Linked DNA regions of Mus musculus: all the other regions are linked to region 2. Evidence: chromatin contacts called from public HiChIP or PLAC-seq data. All regions are on one chromosome and are shown on one strand. The core of a region is the stretch at or near the end of the contact, and the rest is flanking DNA. Distances in the headings are between cores, read along the strand shown. Region 1 holds the start of Zbed3 (zinc finger, BED type containing 3). Region 2 overlaps Pde8b (phosphodiesterase 8B). Region 3 overlaps Aggf1 (angiogenic factor with G patch and FHA domains 1).

Evidence for each region. HiChIP or PLAC-seq counts read pairs in DNA pulled down with a chosen protein or histone mark.
Region 1: an H3K4me3 HiChIP or PLAC-seq map of bone marrow-derived macrophages shows a contact between it and region 2, with 5 times the contacts expected there. The contact joins the promoter of Zbed3 here to the enhancer-like site in region 2. A contact is called at or near these places in 11 of 39 promoter capture datasets (the 3T3-L1 cell line, the C10 cell line, Sertoli cells and 6 more), 1 of 15 datasets of contacts at CTCF or cohesin (the NIH/3T3 cell line), 6 of 484 Hi-C or Micro-C datasets (B cells, cerebral cortex, cortical neurons and 3 more), 28 of 115 datasets of contacts at active chromatin or transcription factors (the SCID.adh cell line, SST interneurons, VIP interneurons and 18 more) and 4 of 9 other capture datasets (adipose tissue, embryonic stem cells, macrophages and 1 more).
Region 3: a contact with region 2 is called in an H3K4me3 HiChIP or PLAC-seq map of bone marrow-derived macrophages, with 4 times the contacts expected there. The contact joins two enhancer-like sites. A contact is called at or near these places in 1 of 15 datasets of contacts at CTCF or cohesin (the NIH/3T3 cell line), 18 of 484 Hi-C or Micro-C datasets (the AML12 cell line, the C2C12 cell line, CD4 T cells and 12 more), 3 of 115 datasets of contacts at active chromatin or transcription factors (astrocytes, bone marrow-derived macrophages and embryonic stem cells) and 1 of 9 other capture datasets (embryonic stem cells).

Annotation. Positions count from the first base shown.
Region 1 is chr13:95,322,596-95,326,792 of GRCm38.p6, reverse strand. Zbed3 (zinc finger, BED type containing 3) reads right to left here and starts at 1,968. Exons shown (of 2, transcript NM_028106.3): 1 at 1,449-1,968.
Region 2 is chr13:95,032,115-95,036,243 of GRCm38.p6, reverse strand. Pde8b (phosphodiesterase 8B) reads left to right here. Exons shown (of 22, transcript NM_001374003.1): 18 at 1,858-2,075; 19 at 3,294-3,414. Among named protein-coding and RNA genes, the nearest start is that of Gm41025, 16 kb to the left of the region's middle. Within about 2 kb of position 1,948, at least 65 of the 459 cell types and tissues checked have an H3K27ac peak or open chromatin away from gene starts, as enhancers often do. A contact at or near this core is called in SST interneurons, Sertoli cells, VIP interneurons and 7 more, where this site is marked.
Region 3 is chr13:95,355,578-95,359,826 of GRCm38.p6, reverse strand. Aggf1 (angiogenic factor with G patch and FHA domains 1) reads left to right here. Exons shown (of 14, transcript NM_025630.3): 9 at 1,016-1,117; 10 at 2,465-2,630; 11 at 3,352-3,434. Among named protein-coding and RNA genes, the nearest start is that of Aggf1, 18 kb to the left of the region's middle. Within about 2 kb of position 1,681, at least 25 of the 459 cell types and tissues checked have an H3K27ac peak or open chromatin away from gene starts, as enhancers often do. A contact at or near this core is called in bone marrow-derived macrophages, where this site is marked.

The DNA.
Region 1 (4,197 bases), core at 719-3,218, 290 kb before region 2:
GTGGTTCTGAGCGCTGACCGCTCTTCCGGAGGGCAGAGCTCCACCCCGAGCCTCCCAGTCCAGCTGCTCCAATAACTGCCTGTAAGCCAGGCTCTGTGGAATCGGACCCTCAGGCATCCTCATGGTCATGAGCACACGGTGGTGGGAGCATTCCCATAACAAACTTTTAAGTCAGTGAAAATGATTGCAACGTATTGTGAAGCAAAGAGCTAAGTGGGAAAATATTCAGAAAAAGATTTTACATGGGCTGTTAAAAAAAAATAAAGTACTGGATTCATAGCTATTTAGTGAAGCAAAAAAAGCCACGTGAATGCTGTAAGCTGAACTCTCAGCTATTTCTACCATTAGCTAAAAGCCACCAAAGCACTATTAAAGCCTTGTAAAATAATGCACTATGCCCGAAAGTGCACCTTTCTTTCAGCTCTGCATTAATATATATGTATATGTACACATACATATACACACACATGTGGCTTTTGAATTATGTGGTATGGATTAGCACTTTAAAAAACAACATTTCCTATGCTTCTTATTGTCACTTGCCTTGAACTATTTGAGGCCAAAGTGTGCACTAATAAACAGTACTGGAATCACCAGGAATTTAATCCCATGAATTTAATCCAAGCCCTTGGGAGGCAGAGGCAGGTAGTCTCTGTAAGATCCAGGTCAGCCTGGTCTACACAGGCAAGTTTCAGGTCACCCAAGGAAACAGACCCCGTCTTAAAAAAAAAAATAAAATAAAAAATTCAGAACACCACTAATTATCTCAACTCACGAAACTATTCAACAGCTGTTCTAAACACCTTTGGAGCTCAGCAATGGCAGGTACTTTTTTTCCAATGAAGGAAAATCCTATTCTTTTTAGTAAAGCTTTAAGCCGGCCACAGAAGGCTTGCACAACCAAAGGCTCCAGTGAGCCAGGCCCGGATCAGGAAACTCTTTTGTGTCCAGTGGAGGAGGAGATTCTGGTTTACTCTGGTTTACACCGGTTTTCTTACAGCCCCCCCCCCCCCCTCCACACACACACACAGGTGGGAAACATTAACCAAGTCGCAATTAGCGCATGAGGCTCAAAGTCACTCTCCACCGAGGCAACTTTACGGGGACAGTTCCCCCTCTTCCCCACCCCCCACCCCCCGGAGCTGGTTAACCAAAGAGAGCGGAGACGCTCCAGAAGGTTCCGGAAGCCCGCAGGCTGGGCCCCTCCGCCAAGCCTGGGGTGGTAGGCATCCCCTGCAGACCCCGCGGCTGCGACCCTGGATCCCACGGCCTAGGGGCTCCCGAAGTCCCCGAGGTCCTGCGTGGCGTCCCCCGCACCCCTCCACCCCGCGGTTTCTCCGATCCCGGACGTCCCCGCGGGCCCCTGAGATCACTGCAGCCCCTGGTGTCCCTGCGGTCGCTCCCGCCAAGCCAAGCCACGCCACCGAGCCCCAGCCAGCCACGCTCACCCGGACGCCGCGATGGTCGCCCCTCGCCTCCGGGCTCCTCGCAGACATTTTGTCCTGGACGGAAAAGGCCGATTCCCCCTTAAAGACACAGCGCTCAATTTGCGCGTCTCGGGGCGTCCATGGGGGGCGGTGACGCGTGGTCTGGACGCCGGGGCGCCGCTGCTAAACCATCCGGTCCGGGAGGAGTTTAGAGTAACGGATGGAGAACTAGTTTAACGAATTGAAATCTGTCGGAGGTTTTTAAACGGTGCAATAATAGCGCAGGGATGCTGAAAGCGTTTTAACCGTGGCTCTGCACGTTTGCGCGTTAACCTTCCAAGCCCTTGGATTCAGCGGGTCCAGATCCTCAGCTGGGCGCACTGCTCGCTCGCATTCTTACAGATTAAGGCCTCTGATATGGCACTAGTCAGAAGTCCTTGCAATCAAGGTCTTAGGAGGAAAAGGTGTCCACCCAAACCACCAGCACAGGGAACTACCTTTGTCTTCATTATATTCAGTTAACAGCGTCTGCGTGATTTACAGTTACATCAGCCGCTAGCGGCTGCGTTCTAAGGCGGGTTTCTGCATTCCACGCTCCAGGTGGAAAGAGAAACCTTTTTCAAGACCAGCCCGCTGAGGTGCGGGCGAGAGCCTTGGGGCTTTGCAGGCTGACGGGCAATCCTGTTGTGTAGCGTTTTGCTGTTCCAGCCGTTCAAATATTCCCACCATACAGATTTTTAATCTATAAATAGTCGCAAGGAAGTGACTTGCCAAATTCAAGAACGCACCAGTTAGCTCTTAACGCACAGCTGGCACGTTCTGCCCTTCATTCATAAAAACAAAACAAAAGTCACTAATTTGTTGCTTTTTAATTTAGTGTTTTTGCGTGGTGGTGGTGGTGGTGGGTGTCTGTGCATGCATGGGTGCAGTGTCAGTGGAATCCAGAAGAGGGCGATGGATCGGCGGTAACCGACTCCCCGCCCCCCCACCCCAATCATCTCTTCAGCCCACATACTGCTCTGCTCACATTCTATTAGTCAAAGTAAGTCACATGAACAATGGGCACGAAGCCTTGCTAGAAGACAATAAGCAAAAAGATATAAATGTAAAAAAAACAAAAAAAAACAAAAAACCAAAAAACCAAGAAATTCTTTTGTAGGTAATACAATCCATGTTAACTGCTTTGGTTCAAGTGGCGCTGGGGAGGAGCACCTTGCTCATGCAGAGCACGTGTTTTGCAGTGGAAATATTATAACCCTCCTCACTTAAACACACACACACCTGATAGACCTATTTGTTGACTTTCTTCTATGCCAAGAATTTCAGAGAAAAGAAAAATCTTGTTGGGTATCACGAAAGGAATACTTTTGCAATGGCGAGATTATTAGATTCCCCTCTTTCAAGATTGACCTAAATGTTTTCATACAATATATTTTGATCATATTCTTTTGTAACCCAGCAAACCAGTAAAACAAACAAACAAATGAACGAAAACACATTTTAAAAAGTGTGTAAGGATTCTCTAGAGTAACAGAACTTACAAACCGAATTCCTCTCTTTATATAGAGAAAGGGGGAAGTTTTAGAATGACTTACAGGCTGTGGTCCAGCTAACCCAACAGTAGCTGTCTATGAATGGAAAATCCAAGAATCTAGTAGTTGTGTCTCAGCTGGTCTTCAATAGAAGCTGGAATCCTGCAGGAGTAACCGCCGCCGCTGGCGATGGACTTGCCAGTTAGGCCAGAGTACAGTGGCAAAAAGCAAAAAGCTGTCTTCTCCCGTGTCCTTATATAGGCTTCCAGCAGAAGGCGTGGCCCAGATTAGGGGTGGGGTTTTTCTGGCTCAAAAGATTAAAGGTGTGTCTTTTTACCTCAAAGATTCCTGATTAGAAGTGGATCTCCCCACTTCAAATTAGGTAAAAATCCCTCACAGGTGTGCCTTTCATTTTGGGGTTTTAGCTAGTTTCAGATGCAGTGAGGTTGATAACCAAGAATAGTCATCACACATGGAGACAGTTTTGTATTGGCCAACTACCGTGAGCATGAGGCCCATCCTGGTGTGGGTTGGTAGACAATATCTCACTATTCTCTCCCTCTCCCTGCAGGTGTAAATTGCAATCGGCTCTTTGTGGGACCTTGCTCACTTCTTCCTCCACTGGGCTTTGGTCTGGCTTGCCCCTTTGCAGGTCTTATACATGTTGTCACAGTCTCTGTGTGTCACCTGTGTCACCTTGGTATGTCTGGAAGGCACGGTCTCCTTGGAGTCACCCACACCTTTTGCTCTGACACTGTTCCCACCTCCTCTCCCACAGAGTCCCAGAGCCTCGGGGAAGGTGTGACGAGGACATCCCATTTAGGATAGAGTGCTCCAAAGTCTCTGACTCTACAAGCTGTCCAGCTGTGGGTCTGTGTTAATTAGCATCTACAGCAAGAAGCAGCTTCTCCGATGAAGGTCTTGTGAAGTACTGATTTCACATACAGGTATAAAAATATGTCATTGGGAGCTGTTTATCGCTGTGTTAGTTGAGCAGAATCATAGTAGTAGGTTTTGCCTCAGTAGTTTCAGGTTCTTAGCCTCTTTAACAGTGTGGGTTCCATCTCATAGAGTAGGCTTGCCTCCCACTGCTTCAACAAAAGCACCCTGATTAGAAGAAAAGTATCTAATACAAGTGAAGTCACTTGACTCTAGCTGCATATGTATCAAAAGATGGCCTAGTCGGCCATCACTGGAAAGAGAGGCCCATTGGACATGCAAACTTTATATGCCCCAGT
Region 2 (4,129 bases), core at 699-3,198:
GCCTAACTCAGCCCTTCCAGCCCGGTCTTATGCAGTCAATTTGGTCTAGATCATAAACACAGTGCCAGCTGACCAGGCCTCTCTGCTTGCAGTAGGTTTCAGGATGCTCTCAGGAAACTTTGTAAGCTGGCTGGGCCAAGCCAAGATTCCTACCAGCCCTGTGACATGATTCAAGATAGAAGTGACTCCCTTCCTGGATAGAGACAACATTCAAGAAAGTCCCACTATAACACCAAGTCAGCACTGACAGGGACTGCCCCAGGGCCTGGGATGGCATCAGCAGCACAGGCCTGAGCTTCAGGCTGTCTTCCTTACCTAGTTTTCCCTCCCACAGAACTATGAGAGCAAGCTGGAAACACTGTAAACCTTATCTAGTAAATCTTCCAAGTCTTCCTCGAGGCCTACCTCCCTCTTCCTTCACTGTTCACCCCTTGGCTCGATTAGCTCCCTCAGTAACTTCATCTGGACTCCCTGCCTGGACTCCTCTCCTTTACTGCATGTTGCCTGCTCTCCTGTTGCTTATCCACAATACTTCAGCAATAAAAATCACTTTCTTAGGAAAGCTGTCATTGGCAATTCTGTAGACCTTTGTTGGCCAGTTTGGTAGTTGTCTTAGGGTTTTACTACTGTGAACAGACACCATGACCAAGGCAAGTCTTACAAGTCTTTTAAGACAACATTTAATTGGGGCTGGTTTACAGGTTCAGGGGATCAGCCCATTATCATCAAGGCAGGAACATGGTAGCATCCAGGCAAGCATGGTGCAGGAGGAGCTGAGAGTTCTACCTCTTCATCTGAAGGCTACTAGTAGAAGACTGACTTGCTAGGACAAAGCCCACACCCACAGTGACATACCCATTCTAACAGAGACACACCTACTCTAACAAGGACACAATTCCCAATAGTGCCACTCCCTAGGACAAGCATATACCAACCATCACAGTAGTCGTTAACCATACACAGCTACTGAATAAAGCTGAGGAGGTCCTCCATCGCACTGGCCATAGGCAAGCGTTCAGGAGCTGTATATAATAGGCTTTGTCTGCATTCCACAGAGGCAGTGCACTCCCATCACCACATGATGGTCAGCGATCAGTGCTGCCCTGCTCTGCCCAGCCCCATGGTTACACTCTCGGGAAGTTGGGACTCTTTTTATCTAATCTCACCCATTAGTATCTATCACTGCTTCATCTCTGGTGCTGTGCACAGTACCTGACGCCTTTAGGCATCTGACATGGAATGAATTCATAATACAGTGTCTTACATAACACCCCATCTGCCAGCTTTCTACTAACTTACTGGCTAAGAAGAATACTTGCTGTCATTTGAGCTCAGCATTAGCATAGTGAAGGTCTGGTGAGTTTCTCTAAGCCTTTGCTGCCTGTGAGCCCAGCCCCTGCATTTCTTGATAAGCTTTCCATCTTGCCTCTGCCTCACTGCCAAGCTCCAGTTACTGTCCCATTCATCCTGTGAGCTAGCTGTGCTATTTACAACTGGCCCTCCAATATGCCTGCAGAAGCTGATGTGTAAGGAATATCTGTGATGCCGGCTACTTTCCATGCATCATGGCAGAGCGTCACAGCATCAATTCAAAAGACCTGCTTGGCTTCTTTGTCAAAGAACCAGCAAACAGACTATAGACAGTTCAGGTGTTGTAGCTTCTGTGTTCTCAAGAGAATACACAGCACAGGACAGTGCCACCGTGTGCCCAAGGCTACCTTTCTGCTAAGACTAGGAGGAAACCGAAAGGAAATTCCAAAGGTTCCAGCCCCAAGCCCTTCTCTCTCCAAGAGACAGAGATGGATGCTGGTGTCTAGAAGCCTGTGAATAATGTTCTGTATCCTCCCCCTCCCCCAGGGAAGCCTGGACCAGCTGGATGAGGTGGCTGCTCTGATTGCTGCCACAGTCCACGACGTGGATCACCCCGGAAGGACCAACTCTTTCCTGTGCAACGCCGGCAGCGAGCTCGCTGTGCTCTACAATGACACTGCAGTCTTGGAGAGTCACCACACAGCCCTGGCCTTCCAGCTCACAGTCAAGGACACCAAGTGCAACATTTTCAAGAATATTGACAGGTTTGGCGTGATTGGGCTCCCGGGGCTAGGTCTGTGAAGCTAAAAATGAAGCTGAGTTTTCTCTGGTTTCTCTGGATAGATGGGAATGAAACAGTGGCTCTTCACTGTATCAGGTTATAAACCAGCTTTGCCCATCTGAACTTTTCAGACTGCCTTTCCTGCTCTAAAAAAAATCTCATTTAGCCTTCAGTAAGTCCATAAAAATAAATGTTTGTTATGCACTGAAAAGCACTGCCTAAATGTTGATGGCCTCACTAACAAGTCTATCAAATATTTTTATCTTCCTCCCTGTGGCTCAAAGACAATGTATAATCCTGCATTTCCAGCTGAGTTTGGGCTAAGCATCCATCCCCATGAGGAGGTCCCAGTGAGGATGCTGGGAATGAGACAGGTTTCCTTCTCACAGAGAGAGATGCTCTCAGAACATCTGCAAACAGCACCGTGATGTGACGTGGTGGAACAATTCTTACCTGCTAACAACTGTGTGGTCAGGCTACGGCTATTTCCTATACCGCACCAGCAAGCTGCTGAGCAGAGTCCTGGGCAAAGGCCTGGTGGTCGCTTGGGCCTCATGACACTGTCTACATGAACTTACCAGTTTAGGCTCTAGAAAAATCTCTATGGTTACAGAGAGCGGTTGTTCTAATTCAGACTTAAGTTCTAGCGTATCAAGCTGGTTTGCTTAGCTCTTCATTCAGTCTCTTAGAGTTAGTACATGATAGGGGTTTTCTGATAACCTTGAGCTGTTGTTCCAACCACTGCAAACATCAGACATTTACAGGTTACAGGATTATGTGAAAGGAAAATCTCCCTCAGCACCATCGGAAGAGATTGGCAGTTCTCTCCAGTAGGAACCGGTCTACACAGGGCACAGTCAAACCTCAGCAGACTGCCACTTTGTTTCTGTCCCTTCCACTTCCTTGTTCCAGTGTTTTCACAGGAAGGGATGGAAACTACCATTCGAAACAGTTGCTTGTCACATGATGTGCACTTTCATTTCTCTTAGCATGGCTGTGCAGAAGAGTCAGCTGTCACTGGAGAACGTGGAGTGGCATCAACATGGGCTTACTGGGGGGCGGGGGCTGAGCGGATGGAGTCTAGGATTAGCAGTCACTTGACTCTGACCCCTTCTGTCCTGGGCTGTGGGGAGGCAGAGCATCAGGGCACTTCTGACTTGGGCATGGTGTGAGCAGGGAACTTTGTCCTCTTATTATTTAGGAACCACTATCGAACGCTGCGCCAGGCTATTATCGACATGGTTTTGGCTACAGAGATGACAAAACACTTCGAGCACGTGAACAAATTCGTGAACAGCATCAACAAGCCACTGGCAGCTGAGGTAAGGGCTCCTACGTAATGAGCGAGTGCAGTGTGCTTCTGGGAGAGCAGAGGTGAGCGAGCCTGTGTAGTGAGATACTGGCGCGTGTCTCTCCCAGAGCCTGCTCTGGCACCGAAGCATTTTCTGCCTCTCCAGCGTGAGGTGATTATCAGCCTGGAGCTGGGGAAGGAGAGGAGGCTGGCAGCTGCCCACTGCAATCCCTCAGGCAGGCCCTGAGACACAGTGCTAGACGGAGGAGCCCCGGTGAGCAGGATGAATAGGGTGTGGCAGGAAGACCTATTCATTTTCACTTCTGTTCCTGGACTCATAGGATCTCAAAGCTAGGGAATGCTTTACAGAACCTGGCTCTTGCCGGTGGTATCATCAAAGTGAACCATATATTAGTTCTTTTTTATTGCTGCGATAAAATCTCTCATGAAAAGCAAGTCGGGGAAGAAAAGGTTTATTTGTTCTCAGTCAGTGTTTCCTGGAGGGGAGTTAAGCAAGACCTCAAGACCAGGAGTCTGAAGGCAGAAATGCTGCTACTTCATGCAGCACTAATTCTGACCGGGAACTCACTCCCAGCCAAGGAAGTATGGCAGACACCATGGAGGGAGGAAGGAAGCTCACGGACACGTTCACCAGTTCGCGCTTAGCCACTTTCCTTATAGATCAAAACCAGTTGTCTGGGGATGCTGCCATCAATAGGTTGATCTTCCCACAACAATTAACACTC
Region 3 (4,249 bases), core at 432-2,931, 320 kb before region 2:
ATCTCTCAGAGAGATAGTTGGATTATGCACAGATACTATGTATGCAAGAAGGCTCATGACAGTTTTTTTTTTAATTTAAAAAAGTGTATGTGTACGAGTGTTTCGCTTGCATGTGTGTCTGTGTACCAGTTGGGTGCCTCATGCACACAGAGGCAGAGGAAAAGGATGGATTACCTGGGACTCGGATGGTTAGAAGTCTGTGTGTAGATGAACTGCCATGTGGGTGCTGGGGATCCAACTCAGGTCCTCTGGAAAACAGCCAGTGCTCTAACCACTGAACCGTCTCTCCAGCCTGCCCACAGCAAAGTTTTAAAGATAATAAGCCCCCGGAAAGCCTAGATGTCCAGCTTTACAAGCCTTGAGTGTGGGGTTATTCATATACTAGGTGAAGGGAGGATCGTTGTACCCACTTCGTGGACACTGTATGGCGTACTGCTAGCCCTGTGAAGCAGCTGCACAATGTATGAAGCGCACGCTCTGCAGTAATGAGGTCAGGCCGCTGTGCAGCAGGGGAGGTCAGGCCGCTGTGCAGCAGGGGAGGGAGGTCAGGCCGCTGTGCAGCAGGGGAGGGAGGTCAGGCCGCTGTGCAGCAGGGGAAGGGAGGTCAGGCCACTCTGATGTGAACACATGGAGAACTTGCTTCCGTGAGAATGAGTGTTTCAAGTTAGTATGTATTGAGAATTGTAATTATTTCAAATAGGCAGTGGTAGTGCTTATGTTAGGCCAAAAACAAAAAAATCACATTGTATGTATAGTATAATCTTACTTATGTTTTAAAAATAGAAGAAGCAGGATATATACAAATTTTTCATCATAGTTAAAGATGGAAGCATAGGAAGTATAGCCTCCATATTTCTACCAGAAACTTGTAATAATTTGTACTCAGAAAAAAAACATTAAGAGAAATGAGGTGAAATGATCAGAGACTCATGCCTACACTGCTGCACACCAGTGAAGTTCGCTCTGGGTTGAAAGTGTGCAGTTCTTTGTAATTGCTTGGTTGCTTTCCTTTAAGTTCCACGCAGAAGTTTACTTCGACCATGACTTGCAAAGCTACGTTCTTGTGGATCAGGGCAGCCAGAATGGTACCATTGTCAACGGGAAACAGATTCTTCAGGTACGTTCATGTGTAGTTTACCCATACTTCCTTATCTGAGCTTAGGTTCTAGTCGTTACAGATCACAATTCAAGCACAAATTTATAACTTGGTTGGAATTTTCCAGAAAGGGCTAGAAAAAAATATTTAGTAGCTATTGGCCTGTTGAGTTTTGACTTCTGATTATATCTCTGTTGCTACTTTTAGGTATGACTGTACCACAAAGCTTATTTAGATTAACTATATATGTGTGTATGGCCTCCACGTGTGGAGGTCAGCTTGGTGGAGTTCCTCTTCCTGCTGAGTCATTCCACAGCCCAGCACTGAATGTTCATAGAAGCAGCTTTGGTGGCCCTCCTTCTTCCCATGTGCTCTGCGATTCTAGCCCAGGTTCTTCCTGCACATCAAGCAGATGCTCTCCCTCTGACACACCACTGGACAGCCCTAACTGCCCCCCCTTTGTCTTAATAAAAATAATGGTAAACTAGGACTTTTCTAAAAACTAAAACTAAAAACCCTGACAAAGGAACTGAGGAAAGGAGAAGAGTTGTCCATCACGGGGAAGCGGGTCACTGGGAAGCAGGGGGGTTATATTATGTTGGACTTCAGGAAGCACAGGGAGAAAATGCCAGCACTAAGCCCAGTTTCTCCTCTTTGCTCAGTCTAGGAACCCAGCCATGGCCTGGGGCCACCACCGTTCAGGTGGATCTGTCCCCCCAGTTAACCTAATCTAGATGATCCCTCACTGGCATGCCCAGAGGTCACCCCCATGGTGTGTTCAGAGACTGTAAGTGGTTCTAGATCCTGTCAAGTTGGTAATATAAACCACCAAGGAGGCCTTATTCTTATGCTTTAAGAATGAAAGAAAGAAATTATAAGAAAAACTGAGAGGTCACTCAGGGGTTAAGAGTATTTACCGTGGTATCGTTAGAATCAGAGTACTGATCCCAGGGCCTATGTAACAGCTTATGCACGCACAGACAGACACACAGAGCACATTTTTTTTTTTAAAGAAGAGGGAAGGTAATCACTTCTTCACATATAACTTTCCTCTGATTAATATGTGTTTTGCTAACAGATTGAAGTCCAGATGGACTTCAATGGTAAGAAAACTGGTGGGCTTTGATAAGATCGGGATTATAAGTAGCTTTTGGGGAATACTGTAAGGGATCATGGGTGGAGCTCAGAGTTTGGTTCATGGTAAGTGTATGTTCTTCCACTGAGCTGCTGCCATGATCCTGGTAGTCTTTTTCACTGTCTGTCCATCAGGTTGTGGAAGTGTGCATGCCTCTCCTTTTCTCAACTTTTCACTACCATAGACATAATAACCATTTTGTATTTCTGTTTCATTCAAAATTTCTCATCTAGCCAAAAACTAAATGTGATCCTTACGTCCTCGAACACGGCGACGAAGTGAAAATTGGGGAGACTGTGCTGTCTTTTCACATTCACCCTGGCAGTGAGACGTGCGATGGCTGTGAGCCGGGGCAGGTCAGAGCTCACCTCCGCCTCGATAGAAAGGACGAGCCTCTGGGTATGTGAAGCACCAAGTGTGTGGGGGGCTGATACTCTACAAGTCCCTCTTACCATTGAGCCCCCTTCCCCCCTCATGTCTCACCGTGTGTGAGTGGAGCAGCCTGTGTCTAGCTGGCGAGGTTGTGGACGAGGCGCACTGCATGTACGCTTAGTGTGTGGTCTGTAGGGCTGAGTACTGACACATTTGTTCCTGTCCACGCGTGCAGCCCACCTCTAGTCAGAGTCCTTTGTGGGAACTGTTTTTAAAGTGACTTCCAAAACAGTGGAGTTCCAGAAGGGGCTTTCTCAGTCTTTATTTCTGGGTCACCCCACTCCCCACAAATGTTAGCCCCATGTTACATAAGCTCTACTTTCCCCCCTTCCTCCCATGGGCTTGCTCTGCCTTTCAGGTCCTGCAGACACTCCAGGTTAAATGCACCAATTTAATATTTCCACATAGCATGTGTGAAATGTGAGAATATGACATTTTGTCTTTCTGGGCCTGGGTTAGATATCTCAGCATAGTACTTTCCACTTGCTGATGAATGGATAATGATAATGTAGTAGTCTATAGACAGACAGACAATGGAATCTTATTCTACTGTAATAATGAAAAATGAGATTGTGAAATTTCTTGGAAAATGGTTTGAACTGGTTAATATACTAAGATAAACTATTTTTTTAGTAAGCATTAATTTTCTGTAAAGTCTGTCATATTACAACTCAGTTTTTCCTTTTAGTCGGTCCAGCACTAAGTAAGGAGGAAAAAGAGTTGGAAAGAAGAAAAGCACTCAAGAAAATACGAGTAAAGTATGGCTTGCAGGTAAGGGTGCTAAGTATTCTCTCATTAGTCAGTGTACTAAGCACACTATAAGTAAGTTGTATTTACCACGATTATGTATGTAATTTCTATAGTTCTGGTGTTTATAACATCACTGCTGAAGTTAGAATTGAAACTACAACGTGCATGTGGGCCTGAGTTAAGATCCCAGCCACTGTCTGAAAGCCAGGGTAATGTGCACCAGGGAGGTGGGCTAGGAGCATCCCTGAGGCGTGCTGGTCAGCCAGGCTATTTGAATCAGTTAGCCCCCTCTCAGAAACCAAAGTGGAGGACAGCTGGGGAAACCGGCCCATTCCTCTTACTCTACGTGCTGTTCACACACAAGTTTAGGCAAATTTCCTGAGGTATTTAACACCAATGTATGAGAATACGTTGACAAGCTATACTTTGTCAAAATGTAAGATTTTGCTTACTCAGAGACACTTAAGAAATATGAAGGAAACCATAGGCCAGGAAATACACTTGCAAATCATGTACCTGATAAGAAACTAGAATTCATAGATGTAGATTTTATAGTGATGTAGAATTTATAGAACACTGTAGAATAGAGAACAAGTTGATTCAAAAGGAGGCTGCTTTATATAACACTACATGGCTCAGACCATTCAGGGCCAGCCTGTGCTATTATTTATATTAATTACTTTCTGTTGCCGTGAGAAAACACTAGGACCAAAGCCATTTAAGAAAGGGTTTATTTTAGACTGGGCCCTGCACCTGAGAGGCAGAAGCAGGTGGATTTCTGTGAGTTCGAGGCCACCCTGGTTTACTGAGCAAGTTCTAGGACAGCCAAAGCTACA